3 separate regions of the Zea mays genome follow, and regions 2 and 3 are each linked to region 1. The links are chromatin contacts, called in public Hi-C maps. All regions are on one chromosome and are shown on one strand. The core of a region is the stretch at or near the end of the contact, and the rest is flanking DNA. Distances in the headings are between cores, read along the strand shown.

Evidence for each region. Hi-C and Micro-C count contacts between places; a contact is called where the count stands out from the background.
Region 2: a contact with region 1 is called in a Hi-C map of tassel, with 2.4 times the contacts expected there. The contact joins the promoter of LOC103638592 here to the promoter of LOC100276479 in region 1. A contact is called at or near these places in 2 of 25 Hi-C or Micro-C datasets (ear and tassel).
Region 3: a Hi-C map of tassel shows a contact between it and region 1, with 5 times the contacts expected there. The contact joins the enhancer-like site here to the promoter of LOC100276479 in region 1. A contact is called at or near these places in 5 of 25 Hi-C or Micro-C datasets (ear, leaf, leaf mesophyll and 1 more).

Annotation. Positions count from the first base shown.
Region 1 is chr9:80,423,425-80,427,257 of Zm-B73-REFERENCE-NAM-5.0, reverse strand. It overlaps LOC100276479, which reads right to left and starts at 1,707. Exons shown (of 3, transcript NM_001150257.1): 1 at 1,576-1,707.
Region 2 is chr9:80,657,077-80,660,909 of Zm-B73-REFERENCE-NAM-5.0, reverse strand. It overlaps LOC103638592 (ethylene-responsive transcription factor TINY), which reads left to right and starts at 1,754. Exons shown (of 1, transcript XM_008661467.2): 1 at 1,754-3,071. The coding sequence starts at 1,898. The coding sequence ends at 2,626.
Region 3 is chr9:80,246,249-80,250,081 of Zm-B73-REFERENCE-NAM-5.0, reverse strand. No RefSeq gene overlaps it. Among protein-coding and RNA genes, the nearest start is that of LOC103638589, 19 kb to the left of the region's middle. Within about 2 kb of position 2,116, at least 13 of the 20 cell types and tissues checked have an H3K27ac peak or open chromatin away from gene starts, as enhancers often do. A contact at or near this core is called in ear, leaf and tassel, where this site is marked.

The DNA of each region.
Region 1 (3,833 bases), core at 458-2,957:
AAACATATATTGAAAAAATTTTAACGACTTTTAGTGGTTTCCAACAAACGTTTTTTAGTTTTTTAACATTTTACAGCCTACAACAGCTTTTTGCATAGCTCACAGCCCACAACAACTTTTTTCACAGCCACGGCCCAACCAAACAGACCCTTAGAATTGAGATTTGGAATGGAGGGAGTAAGATCTAAGAGAATAAATATGAGTTCAGAAGGAAAGACTCTGTCTTGGTGAACGGATGTCCAACTATACGTACAATCACTAAGCATTGCAAGGGAAAGCAAAAGATTCACATAGTTTATGCAATATTTTTTTTGACGGTGAATAGTTTATGCAATATTGTTTGCAAAACGAGAGAAATGTGGGAACATGAGACAGAGACAGTGATAACTGATAAGTTGAACATAAAAGGAAGCATTTCGAAGGCCAATAAGCCCATGTAACTGAAAACAGAATTCAATATCAATTTATGTGTTGCACTCATGGAGGAGTATTGAATGCATCTCTGCTTAGCCCCTTTCTTCAAGCAACAAGCACAATAAAGCATACATGGTAGCAATTTATGCTCTCAGCTACAGGAAGCAGTTTCCAGATCAGTATATGTTTTGCAGAATTCAGAAACAAGCTAGTTAACAGAATGTAAACTGAGTTATTGAGGCCCAAATGTAGACATCAGAAACATTCTTGTCAAACAACGGCATCTTATGTCAAAGCAAGCAGGTAGGACACAGACTAAGGGCTTGTTCGATTGCATGGAGATCAAAAAGGATCAAGGGGTATTAAATCTCTTTCCATTCATTTTTTTATTAGCAAGGGTTTTAATTCCCTCCAAATCCCCTTCAAACCACTGCTAACAGAAGAAATCACTCCTAACAGAAGAAGCTAGTAATATAGTACTAACTCCGTTCTCGAATATTTGTCGTCCATTTTTGAACTAAAACGCGACAAATAAAAAAATAGTGGAAATAGTAAAATATGAGCAGTTTCCAAAGGGGTCAAACTGTCAGCTGGTAGATTCCAGAAATAGGCAGCAAGCCGGACAGGATTTAGCAAGAATGATTGTAGAAATGTCACTTTCATCTTCATTGCTGGATTTGCAGCCTGGAACATTACAGGTCACAGCCACTGACCCACCCAAAGCCAAACGCAATGCTGCTTGAACCCCAGAAAAGGAACCTGCAATAATGGACTTACCGATCCACTTGTGCGGAACAAGCAAATTCAGCACAGAAACATCTCCAGACCGGCAGACCCTTGTCACATAGTGACAACTGCTGTCCACGAAAGTCCCCCTGGAGAACGAGCGAAGCAGAGTAGCAGACAGAGGAGGCAGATGTAACGCGGCGCGGAATCAGCTAAGCGAGCGGCGGGACACATTTGCGCGCTTGGCAGCGAGCGCGCAGGTAATCGCGCATGGATGCTACGCAGTACGCAAAATCGTCCGCGCGAGAGTCACACACTCGGTGGAGGCCCGATTCAGACCTACGAGATAAAGCGCCACGCGAGTAGTACGACGTTGGAGGGGGAGCGCAGCTCAGATGAGCGTCGAGGCGGCGGGCGGGCTAGGAAGGGACGAACCTGCTTGGTTCTGGCGGACGAGCAGCTGCAGGCGAAACGCCAATGGCGATGAGACGACAGCGAGGCCAGCGAAGAACGCGATGCGGTACGGGACTACGGGAGAGCGCGGCAGAGCGGCGGTGACTTCCGCGTGACCGTGGAGGACCGGCGTTGATGGATTAATGGGTTAGTTGGTGGTGGCGACGTGGTGGGTTGTGTCTGTGTGGTTAGATCTGGGACTTCAGCGTCGTGGGGAGGGGGCGCTGTGTTGGCGTTGGCCACGACTGGATCTGGCACTCGTGATGAGCTGCCGGCCTCGGCCGGGCGGCCGGACCGCTGCCTGCGGCGTGGTTGCGGTCGCGCCTTGGATTCGTCGCTCGTGACCCCCCCTCGTGCTCCTGCCGGCCCGCGTTCGCGACAGGCGTCGTACCTGCCGCTTAGCGCGTTGCACGGTGGATTCAATTATCGGTCTATTACTCTACTGTACGGTGGATTCAATTATCGGTCTATTACTCTACTGTACGGTGGATTCAATCATCGGTCTATTACTCTACTGTACGCTGCACGCCAACGCTTTGACAAGGATGGTACTGCGTGCGGCGTAATTATGTGCGTGTTAGTCACATCTTTCACGGGGTACTGACAAGAAAACAGGTTCACATCTATAGCATTTTTATCTTTCACAAATTAGAATATATTTGGTTGGACTATGACCATAAAAAAACTGTCATATATTGTGAGATACGAAAAAAATTGTTGTAAAATGTGAGCCGTAAAAAACAACAAATCGTTTAGTGGAAGCCATTAAAAATTCTTACATATATTTACAAGATTCTTTTGTCCGAAAGTTACTAAAATATGGTCTAGATGTGCTTTTAATTCTGCACTGCTCGAAAGTCGGCTTTTTGAAAAAAGTTGTTGGCTCAATTAGGTCTTTGATTTAGCTTTTGATTTTTGGGAGGCAAAAGTTATAGCTAGAAGCCAAACCAAACACACTCTTAGTTTCACTAGAATCATTAATGACTCATTTGGTTGCTGAGGATTGGGTGTGATCGAAGGACATATAATCCTTTTCTAAAGCCATAAAACCGAACAAGCCCTAATATTTTTTTAGATTTACTATTTTTTAACACTATCGTGACTTACATAGCAATTCACTATAATTTCTTCTTCTCTACACGTACCCCAACCTTAAGCTACTCATATGCCCACCCACTATAACCACTCCAACGCTGATCATGAGCATACGCCACACGCAGCTCCTCGCTGCCATGCACACCTCTTTTGACCTGCTCCGTCCTCCACTGCTTTGGCTCACAATTACAAGGATCTAGATGGCTATATGTGTTAATAACCTATAAAAATTCTATCTATAAAGTATATTTTAGTAGAGCAAAGTGGTTAATATAAAAATCATCCAAATAGCAACTACAAGCATCAGCTCTAGTGTTAATAGCTCTTAAAAACTCTCATGCTTAATCTCTACTACTCTTAAGCAAATAGTGTAGGCGTCCACACCCACGGTTCTGCCTCCCACTCCCACCCGCGACATCCTCCGCTCATCCCCACGTCCGCGGTCGCCCCCACAATCAACGGGATTGCCCCCGCGATCCCCTTCACCTCCCAGATCTCGTGCTCTCCATTCACCTCCCAGATCCTGTGCTACATCCAAGGAAGTGGTGATGGTCCGCGGCCACCCCCGCCCTCCCATTCCCCGGGATTGTTGGTCGTCGAATTCTAGGGGCCACGACATGCCCAACCTAAAGAAGCAATACGGGAGGTTCGTCTCCACCACGCCCTGCCCCAGGTGCTTCGACCTCCTTGCCATGGGGGAGCACAACGGACACGGTGGAGGGCACCCCAGTCTGCGCCCCGCGGCCGGACCACGGAGGAAGGCAGCCAACGACACAGTGGTGAGCTGCGACTTCGCTGTGCTCTCTGCCCCAAATCCCGCGCCGCCGCTCTATGCGCCTCCGCTCTGCTCCCTGCCCCTAATCCCACGCCTCCGCTCTGCTCGCTGTGCTCCCGCGCCTCGGCTGCCCTAATCACGCGCGCCTTGGATCCACAAGTCTCGCTCCAAAATCACGCGCGCCTTCCATAATCACGGATCCACATCTCTCGCTCCACGCCTTCCATAATCCGTGATGCTCCTCAAGTTTTCCAAAATCCCTAACCCTAAATTTCTTCTCTATCTATGTAGTCCCGGTCTCGGTCATCGGACCACAGAGGAACGACGAGGAGCTCGACAACCCGGACTCCAAGGTGTAGTCGCGCACCAC
Region 2 (3,833 bases), core at 505-3,004, 230 kb before region 1:
CACATGTGATAGTAACTAGAGGTGGTACACACATATAGATAAAGGGAATATTCTCTTATTATATGATTTACAAATTTAGGTATTACACGTATATATCATAAACTGGATATATTGAGCCTAGCTACATGGCTGTTGGAGCGATTCTATATTTTTGGAGCCATCTATTTTTTGTGTTTTTGTGCACATGCAGTGGAAACGGAAATGTCATCCAAAATTTGCACACATGCAATGTAAACTCTCACGATCTGCCATAATTATCGGATCTGCCATAAAAATAGGATATATATGTATGCGCCTGCGCGTGTGGATGTGGTCCAGTGGCTGGGCGGAGTTTTTATGCTATGTCTATGAACTATTTACGTTATTTCTATTAACTATTTACATCATTTGTGCAAAAAAAACATAACCACAATTATGACGTGCATCCCACGCAGAGGTTGTGTGTTTGATCTAGGGTTTGACTTACACGCATACGTGGGAAGGTTTGACCTGGTGTATGGCGGGAGACACATCAGGCCGCATGCACCTTGTTGAGTGTGGTACATAGGGTGGCTGGGCTTCCTGTAATTATTGAAAGCCATGGACTCACGATATACCGACACTATATATATCATTGAGGGTTGCTATTTCATTCGTGTTTATCTTATTGCGTTATATGCTTTTGAAAACATCGCTATGGAACTCATTAAGAATGGCCTTAGAACGTACATGTAAATTTTGCAACAAAAAAAAGCAAAGCAATTTCTAATTTAACTACTAGACAGCACGTACATTTAAGTAGCCATATAACTTCAACTTTCTTGCGTGTGTTACATCAACTGCTTTATGGACTTAGGGTTAGCTACGGATCTTCGTTACTCCTAGCATCCCACTCAGCAATCATAGGCCGGCCAATGAATTTCCAGTTGTTATATATCATCGCCTTAATTGCCTGGCAATTCTACGGGATACTACCAACAACTCACAGCGGCCGATCAAAATCGCTTCCAGTTGTCAATGAATAACGGTTCGCGTCAGATCAAATCCTCATTTTTTTGTCAGTTGTTTGTTAATGAGGGAAGGAGGTAACCAAATCAAATTTGCGAGACAGTGATGGAGTCGTCATGCCTCTGGATCGCGTGCATATGGTGGTATCACATCAAACTTTGTAGCACTGATGAACCCCCAGTTTTGAACTGTGCGGATTCCATAGAATTAATCCATAACGGAATCCCACTGTTTCTTGCGAAAATTCTTCGAAGTCCGTGTCACTTCCTGAAATATTACCATGAGTGGAGGCCTAATTGTAAGCGCAGCAATGGACGACGAGGTGTACGTTCAGGTACATTATCTGGACTCGGTAGCCTCGGTTTCGTGTAGGATGCCATACAGATACACAGTTCGTGTGCAGCTCTAGAATAGTACAGATGTCCAATGAATGACATCACTGAATTTACCTTGCACCTTTTCATTCAAGTTGGATATTATTAACTTATTAATAGCTGGATTATGTAGTGGTCTAGCGATCGTGAGCAATTTTATCCAAGGTGCTGCAACGGTCTGGTTCAAAATTTATCCGTTGCATTGCACCGTACCGTTCATCTTGCCGGCAGATATTGACTGGATCCATAGATGGAACAACGCAAGCAAAAAGAGAGCGTCATCTACAGACAGTGTAGTAGAGCTAGCTAGCGTTCAGTTTGTTGAGCCGTCAGTGTCAGTGCGCTCCAACCAACCATTACTAAACCCCCCCTCCTCTTCGCTTCGCATTCAAATCAACACCCATCTCCGAGCTGGACCAAGTCTTCTAGCCTAGCTCTTACGGCACCAAGCAGGCCTGCACAGCATTTCCGTTGCCCGCGCGCGCACACACTGCAGGCCTCACTTCTTGGTGGCACTGGCAGTGGCACTGGCGGCAATGCCGGACTCGGATGTCCCCAGCCCAGCATCGTCGCCGCTTGGCAGCGTGCAGAAGATTGCCAGGGGTCGGAAAAGCAGGCGCGGCGGCGGGCGGAGCCCGGCGTACCGCGGCGTGCGGATGCGGGCGTGGGGGAAGTGGGTGTCCGAGATCCGCGAGCCGCGCAAGAAGTCCCGCATCTGGCTCGGCACCTTCCCGACGGCCGAGATGGCGGCGCGCGCCCACGACGCCGCCGCGCTAGTGGTCAAGGGCCGCGGCGCGGTGCTCAACTTCCCTGAGATGGCGGCGTCCCTGCCGCGCCCGGCTTCCGCCGCGCCGCGCGACGTGCAGGCCGCGGCCGCGCGCGCCGCCGCCATGGACGTTCCCGTGGGCGCGGCGGAGCCGCTGCCGTCCTCGTCGCCGCAGCAGGTGCTGGGGCAGCCGTTAGTTGTAGGCGACCCCGATGTGGAGCTCCTGGAGGAGATCGTGGAGCTACCGTTGATCGACGAGGATGTCATGGCGTCGGACGACGTGTTCTGCTGGACGGCGTCGTTCCACGACTGTGCCGCCGACGACCCGCTGTCGTACGAGCCGAACGCGTGGATGCAGGCAGGCGGCAGCATTGCGGCGCAGGTCGCGGAGATGATGGTGCCCGGGACCGGGCTCGCCACGGACCAGCTCTGGACGGCGCAGCCAGACGGCATTATGCCTTCGGAGCTCGGTGCGTTCTTATGGAACCCCTGTAGTTAACTACGCAACTAGCTAATCGATCTGCCCGTCTCTCTCTTTGCTCTCTTTGCAGTATATATAAATATAAATCGCATGCTTTGTTAATAGCTCAGAAAGCATCTGCATCGAACGACGGCTTGCTACGTACGTACCGTTGGCACGGCAGTAGCAAACATACGGACGCATCTGGGTACCTTTCCAATTCTGCTGCGCTCTTCTCCTTCTCTACGGTCTTTTATGTGCATGCGAAGCCTGATTGCGATCGCGTCAATGGAAGACAGATAGGCGGTTGTGGGAGAACGACGCAAGCAACTAAAGGGTACTGGAGAGTCAAACAAAATAGAGTGATTCCATTCCATTATTTAAAAATAGAGCCGGTCTATTCTGTGTTTGGCATAAAAAATATGGTCGCTCTATTTTTTGTTTGGTTGAATAGTAGAATAAAGCGGAGTCGTTCCGTTCTTTATTTGGTTTGAGAGCCGTATGATTATAGAGAGGAGTAGAAGAGGGAGAGCGCTCACATCCGGAAGAGCGCTCGCGTCCGATCGTTTTTGTGGAGTGGGAGTGTTCTAACTACTTATAGTAAATTTCTATATGGAGATCTATGAGTCACTCCACTTTTATTTTGTTGGAAACCAAACGTTCAGAAAATTGGAATGAAGCCACTCTATTCTCCCTCACTCAACCAAACACACCCTAAAAAAACTTGTCGTGGAGGGTAAGATCACGTCACAATTCAGATATGGCTCATATGTGCGCCAAAATCAAATACAACACATACAATAACTCAGTGTATAGAGATAAATGTCATAATCTTTATTATAACGAAAATGTCTTACAAAATAACTGATACTAAATTAAATCAAACTAAGAGAACTATAACCACGGCGCCATAGTTGACGGAGAGGCGACGCCTAGATCTCATCGAACTCGTCGTAATAGTCCTCCTCCGGTGGAACCTGCTCTCATGACCTGGTGGGATTATAGCAATGGTGGGCTCCCATACAGTCATCGCTCAGCAAGTGCAGGAAAAATGTCTATACGCTCAATTACGTTAGGGCTCATGTGTAGTGTAAGGCTTACCAAGGATAAAGGTTAAGGTTGAGGAATGCTTTTAATTAAATTGGTCAAAATTTAATTAGCAATTACTAAGTATATGTAAAGAATCAACCCAATTAAATACTTGATCAATATAGAAATGACATATAGAAATCTTACAATGCAATGC
Region 3 (3,833 bases), core at 867-3,366, 180 kb after region 1:
ATTTCAATATTTTTTATTAATTGTCTCCGCTCTCTGTATAATATATTTTTTGATTTGATTAATTGTTTACTTCATGCAAATATGTCTTGGTACAACACGACCAATGAAGTGAGCGATTAGAAGAGAATTCACAACGATTGACTGAATGAACAAAGGTTATAAAATGACATAATTCCATCATACAGAGACCAAATATGAGAAAGTTTATGAGATCAAGTTTATAAAATAAGTCCTATGAAGTTAAACTTATAAAAAAGATAGATCAAAATATGGAGTTATTGCTAAAGTCAGGCATCAATAAAAATTGGATGCGCTCCATATAAATTACGCTACTTCGTAGCAATTACTAACGTTTAAAACCAACAAATAACCTTTCATTTTGTTGTTAGTGTGACAAATCATTGCTGTTCCATCCAATTCAGCAACCTCAAACACCATATAGTCCATTGCGCCAATGTGGTCTCAGAAACGACCTAATGCTTGCAAGAGCAAAGAACGTCGTGCCGTGCTTGGGCTGTAGCCTCAGCCCGTAGTGTTGGCCCGGCCCGACACAATTATTTTTTTATTTTAGAAAAAACGTATATACCTATATACAATTTATATTCAATATTAAAAACATCTTAGCGTGATGTTCTACTGGTTAGACAGTTTCACCCAGTGTCTTCCGCCCTTCTTCCATCAGGGCATGGGTTCGAACCCCACCTCCTGCACCATTTTTTAACGTTGATTTAATTAAATGGATTAACGGGCTAACGAGCTGGTCCGACACAGTTAGCAGGCCGGCATGACGTGCCTGTGCCATAGTTGTGGCCCGCGTGCATCTAGCCCGTATCGAGCGTCGTTACGTTGATTTAATTAAATGGATCAACAGGCTAACGGTCTGGCCCGACACAATTAGCAGGCCGACATGACGTGCATGTGCCACAGTTGTGGCCCACGTGCATCTAGCCCATGTTGGGCGTCGTTTGACATCTATAGACGTGCAACGGATTAATTTAAAATAGCTGTGAGGAGTTATTTGTAAAAAAATAATGCATGACGACTGTTGAAACTGATGCTTTAAGTATAGTATAGATAACTGAGAAGCATCACGCTGGCTTCGGCTTCAACATCGAAACACAAACACACAAAGGAAACAAACATAGCGCTAAGTAACGCAGATCGCCATCAAAATTAATTACCACGAAGCTAGGTGAACTTGCAAAGATCACCCGTTATACTCAGATCATCGACAGCGCGTCATGACGAACTCCAAAAGCAACGACGGCGATGACGCAGAGCGCGGAGATATGCTACACGGACAGGGGACAAGGGCGATGTGCGTACGGAGAGAGTGAACCAGGGGGCGGCGTTGGACGCTCACAGAATTGAAGCTGCTGGCCACGACGAAGTTAAAGCCAGACGAGGAGCCGATGGCGTAGACCCAGTGGTGACGAGTTGTCGAGCGAGCAGAATAGCCGGAGGAGCTAGAGACTGGCAGCTCGGCGGAGGTAGACTCGCAGCCATGGATGGAGCAGTGACACGTTCCGTCGTCGAGGTGAACGGAGGTTGGTGGCTAGGGTGCTAGTTTGGCGAGTTCGCGACCACCGACGAGGCCACGCGCACAACCCCGGCCCAGAACTCGGACACCATGACCGAGCAGTGGAAGGAGGCCGAACGCAGGGATTGGCGGCTGTCGATCTGGCGTGTCGAGCACGAGCAGGGATAGGGTTATAGATGGCCAAAAAGCACGAGGCCCGTGAGCCCGGCACGAAGCCCGCTTTTTGGGCCCGGTCCGAACCCGGCACGGTAGAATAAGCGGGCGGGCTTGGACAAGAAACTAGGCACGGCGGGCTAGCCCGGCACGGCCCGTTTACCTCTAAGCCCGTTAAGCCCGGTTTTTTTACACTAAAACGTGCTTACCGGCCCGCTTAGCCCGCTTTTCGGCCCGTTTTTTTCGTGCTAAACGGGCCGGCCCGGCCCGTTTAGGCCCGCTGCGGGCCGGGCTTGGACAGAAACTTGAGCACGATGGCACAGCAGGCCCGGCCCGGTTTTTGGCCGGGCTTCACCGGGCCCGGGCCGGGCCGGGCCGGGCGGCCCGTTTGGCCATCTCTAGATAGGGTGCTGCGTCACGGAGAATCGGTGGCAAGGACAAGGACTGGAGCAGGGACGGGAGGGGGCTCGCCATGGCCGATCCTGGTCGGATGCTGACGACGCCGCCGTGACCAGGGCGAGCACGACCGAGGGAGGGGCCTCGGCTGGGCGCCATGGGCGGGCAGCAGGAGGGCCATCCCGGCGAGCAGGAGACCGCGCGCGTGTACCTGGTAACGAGGGAGCGGGATGTGATGGGGAGGAAGATGGAGACTGGGTGCTGCTGCCGCGGCTTGCTGAAGACTAGAGGGAGGCGCGGCCGTGGAGAGGGAAGAGAGAACTGCACGCCATGGGAGGGAGGCTGGAGGAGCACCGCGGCCAGCCGAGGAAGCTGCGCGCGTAGAAGAGGCAGGGCGCGCAGAGAGCTCCACGGCAAGGGAGCTGGGAGCAGGGCGCAGCGCTGGAGGGCGAACAGGACGCACTGCGGCCATTGGAAGTAGCTGGAGGGAGCGCCGTGAGCCGAGGGAGAAAGATAGCGACGGGAGGATAAGAGAACAGCAGCGGCAACGAAAAATCTGAGGGAAGGCGGCGTGGGGATGAGGATCGGCTGAGGAAAAAAAATCTGAGAAGATATTTTTTTATTTTTTCCATTTCCCATTTTTTATTTAAAGAACATTGTAGATATTTCAAACTTTTGGATTTTTAGCGATGCATAATGAGTCGACTATACGGCTACACATTTTATTCTATAAATTATTAAACCAAATTAATCAGTAATTACTCGCTTTCAGTTCTAATTACACTGGTCTGGTTTGTTTCGGACTGAAAACCATTTTCGTCGAGTTCCAATTAATTTGTTCAGGATAAAAATCATCCGAGTGGGTCGAGCTTCCGAATTCTTATTCTCTAATCTATAAATTTTAAACGGGCACAAGACTTGACATATCGCGAAATAAATACGCGAGATCAATGCGGCATCGAAAGTGTGATTCTTTCGGAAGCGACGACACACATCGTTAACGTGGGCGAGAAGCTGTGCGCTGTCCAGACACCGGTTAGCGCTCGCCACACGTCACAATGCCAGGCCGTAGAGGGACGCGCGCAAAGCTGGCGCGAGAGAATTCAAAGTGGATTTTACGGAACCAGATTCGATTTCAAAGGTTAGAGTTCGGACAGGGTGTAAATGGACTGAATCCATGACATCGGTATTTTAGACCATATTTAATCCATTCTAATTTTTACGATTCTCGCCAGCAAACGAGATTAGGTAATCCAAAAGTTCATGAAACCCTTTTAATGGTTTAGATTATGGAGATGAATACAACACCAAACTCGAGCTATTTTTTTCCGAAGCCGCATTCACGCTCATGACCAATCTAAACAGCATCGGACTCGACATTTTTGAAGGTCACTAAAGTCCGAGCTTCATAAAATATTTTGGGTAGTCATCTGTATTCGTCGTTAAGCGTACAGTAACACCTGGGGTGTTACACGCACTGTGCCATTACGGAGGATGGAAAAAACACACTGTTGCCCCAACGCTTTGTGTTTAGCGGCATCTAACTGTTTTCCATTCTCTCATTGTCAGAATTTGCTGTCCCCGGATTAGCAAGTTCCAACATTTGGCACCCACCCGCGATGGCCCCCAACAGAGCGAGTTCGAAGGCCGCTGCTTCCGTCGACGACGCAATGAAGGCAGCACTCCTGGTGGAGAAGAAAGGCAAGGCTCCCATTGCAGACAATATCCTTCAGGAGGCCTTCAA